3 separate regions of the Zea mays genome follow, and all the other regions are linked to region 2. Evidence: chromatin contacts called from public Hi-C data. All regions are on one chromosome and are shown on one strand. Each heading gives the region's core, a stretch centred on a gene start, on an enhancer-like site or on the middle of the called end of the contact. The rest is flanking DNA. Distances are from core to core; before and after follow the strand shown.

Evidence for each region. Hi-C and Micro-C count contacts between places; a contact is called where the count stands out from the background.
Region 1: a Hi-C map of leaf shows a contact between it and region 2, with 3 times the contacts expected there. The contact joins the promoter of LOC100192627 here to the promoter of LOC100274309 in region 2. A contact is called at or near these places in 7 of 25 Hi-C or Micro-C datasets (bundle sheath, endosperm, leaf and 1 more).
Region 3: a contact with region 2 is called in a Hi-C map of tassel, with 5 times the contacts expected there. The contact joins the enhancer-like site here to the promoter of LOC100274309 in region 2. A contact is called at or near these places in 9 of 25 Hi-C or Micro-C datasets (bundle sheath, ear, endosperm and 3 more) and 2 of 3 datasets of contacts at active chromatin or transcription factors (leaf and seedling).

The regions. Positions count from the first base shown.
Region 1 is chr1:236,196,795-236,200,265 of Zm-B73-REFERENCE-NAM-5.0, forward strand. It overlaps LOC100192627, which reads right to left and starts at 1,875. Exons shown (of 19, transcript NM_001329573.1): 1 at 1,439-1,875; 2 at 580-974; 3 at 131-290; 4 at 1-16. The coding sequence starts at 818.
Region 2 is chr1:236,019,915-236,023,396 of Zm-B73-REFERENCE-NAM-5.0, forward strand. It overlaps LOC100274309 (Double-stranded RNA-binding protein 2), which reads left to right and starts at 1,686. Exons shown (of 3, transcript NM_001148672.1): 1 at 1,686-2,017. The coding sequence starts at 1,772.
Region 3 is chr1:235,879,972-235,883,216 of Zm-B73-REFERENCE-NAM-5.0, forward strand. No RefSeq gene overlaps it. Among protein-coding and RNA genes, the nearest start is that of LOC100275748, 17 kb to the left of the region's middle. Within about 2 kb of position 1,775, at least 16 of the 20 cell types and tissues checked have an H3K27ac peak or open chromatin away from gene starts, as enhancers often do. A contact at or near this core is called in bundle sheath, ear, leaf and 3 more, where this site is marked.

The DNA of each region.
Region 1 (3,471 bases), core at 625-3,124, 180 kb after region 2:
CAGTTGCCAGTGACGGCTGTAAGCAGTAAAGAGATGGTATCAGAAGAGAAAACAAAAGGCAGCAAGAAGCATGCAGGTATTCCAAAGAAATGCCACGATATGGCTTCTGGTTAACAAAACCAGGGCTTACATTCTGCAGCTGCTGCTTCATGTACGCATTCTCGTGAACCAGCTGGGAAACCTGCTTCTGCAATCGCTCATTCTCCTCCATGAGAAGCTTGTTCATTGCAGTCAACTTTCTGTTCACGGACTGGAGCCTCGAAGACTCATTGCGTTGCTTGTCACGGCACCTAACACCATGAAAGAATGGGCACAGAATTCAGCTAGAGCGGACAAATCAGAATCAGCATGGCTATAGTAAAGGGCTGGCGAAAATCAAGAAGACGAACTACGTTTTGGCCATTTGCTCAGAATAGCATGGAACAGACTTTCAGGTTTGCACGACATCATTACGATGTTTCTACGGCTATTCGTTCTACCAATCACATCATTACGATGTAGAAACAAAAGGATTCATCGAGATTCACTTCCTCGAGGATAAGCTCCAACAGATTTGCTGACTAATTTGTCAGCGCTCACCTCCGGTTCTGGAACCAGACTTTAATCTGCTTGGCCTCGATGTTTGAGAGGATGGGGCACTCGCGTAGCAGCTGCTGCCTGCGCGCGGAGCTGGGCTTGGGGCACTCGGCGTACACCCGCTCCAGCGCCTCCACCTGCTCCGGCGTGTACCGCACGTACTTGCCCGTGTCCATCCCGCTCTTCTCGTACCCGCCGCCGCCATCGCTGCTCCCGCTCCGCATCGCTACGGCTGCTGCCATCGTTGCACGGCCACCGACCAGCACCGAAAGCAAAACTCCACCACGCACCCGTCCTCTCCGCCTCCGACCACCACTTCCCCTTTGTCAAACACTCAAACGGACCCTTCTCACGCCGTCGCTACCTGCAATTCCACCTTCTCACACACCGATCAAAACCTGCGAGATTCCAACGAAATCGGTGTTAGCAAAGATTTAATAACCTGAAAAAACGAAGTGCCGTCTCTATCCATCAGGCAAAGAAACGTAGAAAAGCACGCAAAGGAGTCAGCTTTTGGCTTGAAACCGAGGAGAGAAAAGGGGCGGCCACTGCAGAAGCAGAACACGCAAATGCGGCCGATTAGCCGCGTCGGGGACAGGGGATCGGGAAAACGACGCTGGAACCGCACGATTCCGCAACGCAAGACGAGATTGCAGGCCACAAAATCCAACGCGCAAGATGAGCGGCAGTTCAAATCCGCAATTTTTATCCCACACACACACTTCCCACGCAAAAGCAGATAAAAGCTCAACCAGAAGATCGCTTGACAGAGTCGAAAGAAATCCCAAAAAAATCGCAAGAACACGCAATGGCTCGCCGCAGAGGTACGCGAAACGGGGGCTCTGAGGAATGACGCGTTCACCTGTTCAGCTTTCCGCGCGCGCGCACCAGCAGCCAAGAGACGCACGGGCACCGTCGCCAGCTGCTGACCGGCATCACAGCGTACCACCGCGTCCGCGCAAACCGCCCCCCGCGACGGTGCACGGAGCCTCGGCCATCGACTGCAAAACACGCGCGCACCCGCCCAGCGACGCCTCCCAGAACCAGCAGTGCTGGCTAGCCCGCCCGGTTGCCGGATAATGTCGAAACAGAAGGAGACGACAGACGAGGAACCCAGCGGGTTCAGGAGGAGCCGACTAGGAGGAGGGGAGGCAGGAGGCAGGAGCCGAGTCGCCGAGAGCGGCAAAAGGCGACAGCTTTAAAGACGAGCGAGCGAGAAGCAGCAAGAGGAGACAGAAGAGTGGCAGCAAGCACTGCAGCGAGCTGCTCCTAGCTAGCAGCCTAGCACGTCTACTGTGAGGGCGCACGAGAAGAACTGCAGAAGAGGTGGAAAAAGCTGAAGAGGGAGGAGAGCGGAAGGCCACGTCCACGAGAACAGCTGGACTCGGTGCACGTAGCCCCTGAAGCTGGCGGTGGGGTCCGCGGACAGAAGTAGCGGCCGCATCGCGGACCACTGTTCCACGGAAAAGACGTCATTATTTTGTCCGTGACATTGCAATGTCGCGTGACCCTGACCTCTGTTTGAGTTATGACAACGAAATTGCAGTGAGGCAGTGACCAAACAAACGGTTTATTATTTATGTGAAAACCAGCAGGAGAAAAATCCTACATTGCGAATGTAGGTATTATAGATGTGATTCATAATTTAGACCGACCCAACGGCGTTATGCATCACGCGATGCACACAGGTAATAAGGATGCGTTTGTTCGAGATCAAACTAAAATGAGGCGGGGTGACATTGTCCCCTTTATTTTTTAATCACGCCGCCATCAAAAATTGTTCCCGTGTTTACCTTGCTCTTGCGTAACTCGCATCCAAACACTAGAAAATATGGTCGTCCTCTTTTATCCCTTCTTGTACGTCCAACCAAACACACCCTAAGCAGGGCCGGACCTGGGGGTGGTCGAGCCGGGCGGCCGCCCAGGGCCCCCAAAATGTTGGGCCCCCCACTAAGTATATATTTAAGTACAGTGTTTGGTGATTAAATCAGACTAAACAAACAACATTCGCTTTGTTAGTTGATCGATCAAAATATCTAAGCCAAGCTATGATCACGTTCACGTCTCTACTATATTTAAACACCATTTTTCTAGTTCCATGATTTCCACTGTCATTGTGCATTCTATATTTAAATGAAAAATGCTAACATTATGTACAATAAGGATTCAAACCATAATTGTTGGCTTTAAACCAACATTTACACTCACTTAGCCAATAGAACACACATGTCTTTATGTTTTATATTATATACTTAATCGTAAATAGAAAACGTAGCAATGTACGAACACTTTACTAGTATACGGTATACGTCATTTCCTATTTCCAAAGTGCCCTAATTCTTGCCAAGTAATTACGGTTATATAAGAGACAAGCTACGATTACGTCCACATATATGGTTATATCATATCATCAAGATTGAAATAGTATATGTCGATATTAATAACATACTCAATGTCTCTGTATTAAAGAGTGTTCGAAGAAACTTTATAAGATAATCCAATGTGCCAAGTAAGTTTTTATTAATTTAGTTAATATAATTTTTGAACCTTTCAACATATATGTTTATAATTATATATATGCATATATAGATATTATATATATATACACATGGGTTAAAAGGACCTACTTATGGGTTAAAAGGGCCTACTTATAAGTTTTCGCCCAGGGCCCCTAAAATCTCAGGAACGACCCTGACCCTAAGTATCGCTCACAACCACTGTTTCGGTAAAAAAACACCTTCCAATATAATAGAGCATGTACAATAACGATGCATTTTTCGTGGTCTGACCGAAATCTAAAATTGCATACACTCTCTCCTCTATGCATATCACTTAGCAATGCATGGGAGCCGCCCGTCAAAACACAATAAATACACTTTTTTCATCTAATGCATC
Region 2 (3,482 bases), core at 436-2,935:
CCCGTTACTAAGAGCTTTTCAATAGATTTTCGAGCGATTAATCAGATACACACGTACGGGATAAGAACTCTCATCTGAATTAATCTAATAACGGATCGTCTGGGCTATTCTCGTGGATTGTCCGAGACACAAATCGTGCAGACCACATGACCAGACCGTACGACCATACCCAATTGCCAAATCTCGTGCTCAACACATGTGCTTTATGGTATCTCGAAATGTAAAGTAGCATATCTGTTTGTCTTCAGGATTGTTTTCATCTCCTTCTCTTTTCTAATATTAAACACTTGATCAACCTAATAACCATCATCATCATTTCTACATATTACTTAAAATAAACCACGAAATGTTCGTGGCTCGCTGGCTCGCTCGGTTTATGATCAGGTCGGTTCGGATCGACTCGTTTAAATTTTTTTACGAGCTGAGCTGACATCCTAGCTCAGCTCGTTAACGAGCCAGCTCGCGAGCTAAACGAGCTACCATATTCCAACAAAATAAAACTATATGCATATCATTTACAGAATAATTGATGAACATGTTATATATATGTGAGGTGTCTATGGCCTATGAATTAAACTAATGGTTAATGAACTATGTCTATGTGTTAATTTGGTCTATGCAAATATAATTATGGGTTAAACTGATGAACATGTATGTGAATTGTGAATTAATGAGTGATGAATTGTGCTAATTTGATGTTATATTGACGTGGTTTGTGAAACTATGAGTATAATTAATATTTTCTATTGTTAAATTAGTTTTAAATTAACTAAAAATAATTATTATGTACATTTTATTTTTTTCTGCTCTAGATCGCGAGCTAAACGAGTCAGTTCGAGCTCGTAAACGAGCCGAACCGAACTGACTCTGTGGCTCGTTACTTTAACGAGCCGAGCCGAGCTAGCTCGTTAGCTTAACGAGCCAGCTCGAACTCGTAACGGAGGTGGCTCGCCTAGGTGTAGCGGTGGGCGGCAGCGGACCAGCGGCGCCGTCTCGGCGCACCGGCGGCTGCGCAACCTATGTGAGCAAGTGACGACGCAACCTATCTGCAAGTCTGGATGTGAGGCAGTCAGGCAGATGATGTGTGGCGGCGCTTGGCGTTTTGGCGAGTATGAGCGAGCGGACCGCGTGGAGACTGGGGAGGGCGTGTTGTGGTGGCGTGGCGATGAAAACCAGACAAACGAGGCGTGAGGCGAGACGCAGATTGCAAGGGATCAACGTGACGCCGACCTCGTTCAATGGCGTTGAACAGCAGACTTTGGTCAAACAGGAAAAACAAAGTAAAAAAATCGATCCGGTTTTGGAACCAATCGATCGGGTTTTGGTTTCTGAAAACTAAAGTTTTAGGGAACCCAAAACCGAACCAAAATATTGGGTTAAACAATTGCCCAATTCATCGGTTTCTAACCTAAGAATTTTATGAAAACTATACGATTTTTTTTTAAAAAAATACAGAATCGCACTAGGTGCTAGTACATAAATAAAGAAAAAGAAAATCCGAACACACGAAGGAGCGTGCCTGGTGCTGGGACCCCAGCTGTCATCCGCCTGGCTAGTAACCGTAGGCAGGCAGTAGCATTAAAATCTTCCAAAAAATGGAACAGAAAAAGAAAATATAAACAGCCCCCCTCCCGTTCCACCCGCAACACTTCGCACTCTTCTCCCCCTCTTCTCTTCTCGTAGACGGCAGATCTCCAGGGGTGTCGCCGTCTCCGGCCACGGCGGCCGGCGCTCGGAGCATCGGTGGGGTTCGGTGCGGAGGTGGGCGGCCATGTACAAGAACCAGCTGCAGGAGCTGGCGCAGCGGAGCTGCTTCAACCTGCCGTCTTACACGTGCCTGCGGGAGGGGCCCGACCATGCGCCGCGGTTCAAGGCGGCGGTGAACTTCAACGGGGAGCAGTTCGAGAGCCCCGGCTTCTTCAGCACGCTCCGCCAGGCTGAGCACGCCGCCGCGGAGGTCGCGCTCGCCGCGCTCGCGCGGCGCGGCCCGTCCTACTCGCTCGCCGCCCGCATCCTGGTAAGCCGCGCGCGCGGGCGCCTCTTGCCCCCTATCCTTCCTCCTCCGCGTGCCCCTCGCTTTTGCGCGAGTAGTTTCCCCTGGCGTGGTATTTTTTTTAGTTCTATTTCTCGGGGTGCTTGTTTCAAACGCTTCTCGACGGTGGAATTTGGGGATATGCGGGTGCTTCTCGTCCGGGTTTAGTTGATCGTCTGTAGATCGCTCGAACCATCTGCTCCTGCAGTTCGTCACGGAGTTCTCGTGGGCTATTGATTATGCAGGGCGAGTCGTCCGCGTTTGCTCGGTTTAAAAAAAATGGCGTCTAGTTTGGCTGTTTAGTTCGCACCTCCTGTTCCAGCGCCGCGGCATGTACGTTCGAATCGTACATAATGTTGGCGATTTTGGAGAGATTTAGCAACACATCACCCGTTGCGTTTGAATCGTTCTAGTGGTATAATCTGTTTTCTTGTTTTTTTCTTTTTTTCTAAAAGAACGAGTTGTGAAGTCATAACTTTAAGAATCTGCTTGGATTGGGTTGGAGCTCGTGAGCAGCATGAATTGCAGGGGATAATTGGTACGGAAAGCTGTAACTCTTTTCGTGCAAAAAATTCCCGGTGCCTTTTCTTTTTTTTGTTAGTTTTAAAAGAGAGGATTCTTTTGATTCAAGAAAAAAAGGTTGCAATACTCGAGCCCGCTTATTTTTTCAGCCATCGGGTTAAAAAAAACTCTTCCTCATCTTTTATGACCAAAATACAATCATGTCGTTCTCTTGCCACTGTGATTTCATTTTTTTATTATAAGTGGGCGCGGATTAGTTAATGAACAGAGCTTAGTTCCCACTCTACGCGATGGATGTACTAAACGCAATCAAGCCTCTTAACTTGTTCGTACCCTGCGCCGGCCATTAACCCGCCACTATTCTTTAATCTCTCTCTCGCGCCGTAACGGTGACGTTGCTTCTGATAAACAAACCCGGCATTGACTGACAAATTAGGAGTTTCTTACAGCTTCGGTATTACCGCTAGGGTTCCGTCCGTCCCCGCACCGATATTGGTGGTAGACTGCGAAAGTCTTCGTGCCATTAATTGGTAAACCCCGATTAGCCAAACCTGTCCATTATTAATGGGCGCATTAATTGGTATACTTTAAAGAGTAGTATCCGCGTACACTTGACTTGGAAGCCGAGTTGCAAATGGAGGGTACGCTGTACGCAGTACAGACGGGGTTTTGAATTGAACGGGATTAACCAGCGCGTGGAACTGTCAGTGTGAAACGGTGGGGAAAGGGGGATTTGGTTTCGGTCTTTATAGTGCCTGATATTAATGCGAGTGGGTGGGGGGAATTGAATCGGAGGCCGCCCGCACCTAACCGGGGCATCGCAGGTCAATGCCGGTGGGCCCGAGTGGTTTAGTGGCAGGCAGCCCCCCCTCAGAGCCCACCATGGGGCAAGGGCAGAGAAGGGGTGGTGGTGGTGGCGTTGTTGCGC
Region 3 (3,245 bases), core at 525-3,024, 140 kb before region 2:
GACGCCCTGTAATGATTTGAAGATAAAATCTTTTGTCCTTCCTAGTCCTAGATACACAGTTTTGTAATTATTAAACAGTAACAGTAAGATCTAACCATAAACAGATCTTTAGTTTTCTTTGCTATGATAAGATGCATAACATCGAGAAAATGCAAATCATTTGAAGATTAATCAAGTTTTTTCACTCAAAAAAACCAAATTCTAGAACACACAAAAATGAAGTAGCTTTTGTTTGCAGATGAAACTTACCAGTCAAGTCAGTTATAGGGGGCAGGGACGGACCCAACTCAAAATCTGAGTAGGACCAGGGGTGGGCCCAACTTAAAATCTAAATGAGAGAGTAATTACAGGCCTAATAACTAATTGGGGTTTGCAGATACATTAAAATAAGATAAAAAGTCTACTAAAACGAGTGGGGCCTGAGCCTAGGCCCCTACTCGATATAATGGTAAGCAACAGGGCAATCCATATTCCATATTTAGTTTAAGACTATGCCTCTGGTGGGAGAAGCTGAGCTTCATCGGCCCACCAAATCCACCTCTTCCTCAAGAGGACACAATGATCACCTCTTAAAGCAGCAAACAAAATAACTTAATCAAAATATAAGCTGCTCATCATGAATTCACACTGAACGGGAAAATCAAAATACTGGCTCCAGTTAGACCATCCTCTCGATGATAATGTGCTTTGGCTCAATAAATGTAAAGTAGCATATAATTAAGCACCAGACCAATCAGTGAAGTTTGTACGTTTATAAATGGTCCAAATGAACCTGCATAACAATAAATTAGGATATAGAACAAACTGCAAACACTAGGCACATCACCAAACATGTACTACCTGATGCATACCCTCATCCACAGAGAAGGTATTTGAAAAATAAAAAAGGCATAAATGCATATAAAAATGGTTTCAGGGCATAAATGCATATTGAACGATATTTTACAGAATGTAACACCGCAAATTCCTATATTGGAAAATTCTCCAAAAGATTTTAAATTAAAATATCCTCTAATAAGAATTTTCTTACCTTGGAAGTCACTTCTCCCAAAATGAATATCTTTTGTAATAAAAGATCAAATGAAAAGACCACTAAGTGAATTAAGTTATCCCTTTGTTGACCTATACATTTATAAGTGCTCTCTAAAAAGGATCATATCGTGGTAGAGACTACGGCCCTGTTTGGGACAGCTGCTGCTTGTTGAAAAAGCAGCTTATCTGATAAGCTGGTAAAAAGCAGCTTCTGCTTGTTGGCTGCTTTTAGTTTATTTTGAGAAGCAGCTGAACTGATAAGTTGCTGCAGAAGCTGCCTGTTTGGCAGGACTTCAGCTTAAATTTGTGAAGAAGCTGAAAATAAGCTGTGCCAAACAGGGCCTACACAATGAAAATTATTTTTCTGAATAAACTATTTTCAGGTGTATGAGTTGTCTATTTAAGGGCATTTGCATGCATAAAAACATAAATAAATAATTAATATAAAAGTTACATCACATGCTGGAGTTCTATATGTGCATTTAGTTTGAACCAAATTGAATTAGTTGAATCTAAAAAAACTGAAAATAGGAAAAAAGGAAAATGGAATTGATAAAAGAAAAGTAAAAGAAAACAAACCCATGGGTCATCTTTCCTTGTCCCTCTCAGCCTTGTTGGGCTCTACCCCTCCGCGCCGGTCCACTTACCCACAGCCGCGCTGGAGCGCATGGTTCCACTGATGCGTGGCCCCTCGAGTCAGCCAGCCCTCCTCCAAACCACGTGTGCTTGCCGTCACGGCCGCGGGCGCATGGTCCCCACTGTTAGAGCCTCCCACACTCGCGCGCGCACCAGAGTCCTTCGACACCGTGGCTCTGTTTCGCTGCAATGCGGGACCCACCCATCAGCTAAGGTATCTTCCCCGTGACAAACACCACCACCGAGGGAAGAGAGAAGGGGTAGCTGCCCTCCGCCAGCACCAACGCTCTAGTCCGGTGTAGTGGTCGGGGAGGTTTGTTGGTGGGTGCTGATGGTTCCTGCGACACGTTCACACGAGATAACCAGTTGGAGTATGCGCGATTTCTCACCATACTTCCAGGAGATCGCCGTGCTGCCCATCCACGTCGCCAGGTCTCATTGCTGCTAGATTCGAGGTGAGAGTTTCCCCATGCTGTTAGCCGTCGTCCCTTCTTCGTGTATTGTCCTTCGAACTGAAGTATTGCACACTGAAACGCTAGGGCGTTGTGCGCTGGCAGGGCCTCCGTCGGGGGGGGGGGGGGGGGGGGGGGTCGCCACCATGGTTGGCAGCGGGTGAGGATAGTGGAGCTGTGTACCGTTCGATCGATCGTCGATGGCTGAGATTAGATCTCTTAATACCACTTCACACGTATCATCCGAAGCGTTGGATCATGTCCGGATGCTCCAGATTAGAAGTTGGAGTGGAGCCCCCTAGCGTCGTATATTTTAGATCGGATGGTGGAGGATGTGTACCGGTTCATAAAGGGGATTTGATCTAATCTATGCCGCCAATTTTTTATCCGACGATGCAGATCAGAAGATACCCTTCGACCGACTCTGTTTTACAAATGAGTCCTCGTACTTTCTTAAAACAAACCCGTCGTCCTTGGTATGTATAAAGTAATTACATTAAGGTCCTTGGTACTTACAATATAGCCCTGGAATCTATTTTAAAGTGCAAAATGAATATTAAATGCCGTAAAACTTATTTAACCTATAACTTTTGCATCCTAGCTTCGATTTAATCCGATCAAGTTGAGTTATCTTCGTAATAATCTTGCCTACACTTTAGTAACCTTATAATATCATACAATCTATTTTCAAAATAGATAACTAATTTGTTCAGCCTATGTTGATTAGATTATCTATTCTAATCAGAGTTAATTTGATCCATCTATAATTTGGCTAAAATATGATTTCTAATTAAGTTATAACATAGATTAAAGTTGAATTAGTTATTTAGAATATCTTTCCCACATGATTTGTTATAATAGTTTTATTGCTTAATCACTTAAACCATGAGAAAACCATATATTTTCCACTCTAACTCAGTAGCGACGCGTAGAATATTCTTACACGGTTTGTCTCATGTTTTGGTGTAATGTTATTATATCCATTATTTGTTTATTGTATGTATTTCTACGAGTAGCAACGAGGTCACGAGAAACCCGAAGACCAACTTGGTGAAGTACCTGGAGTTGCACCAAAAAGACAAGTTTAAAAATGCGATGTCTTTAAAACTGTGCGCAGAGAAGTAG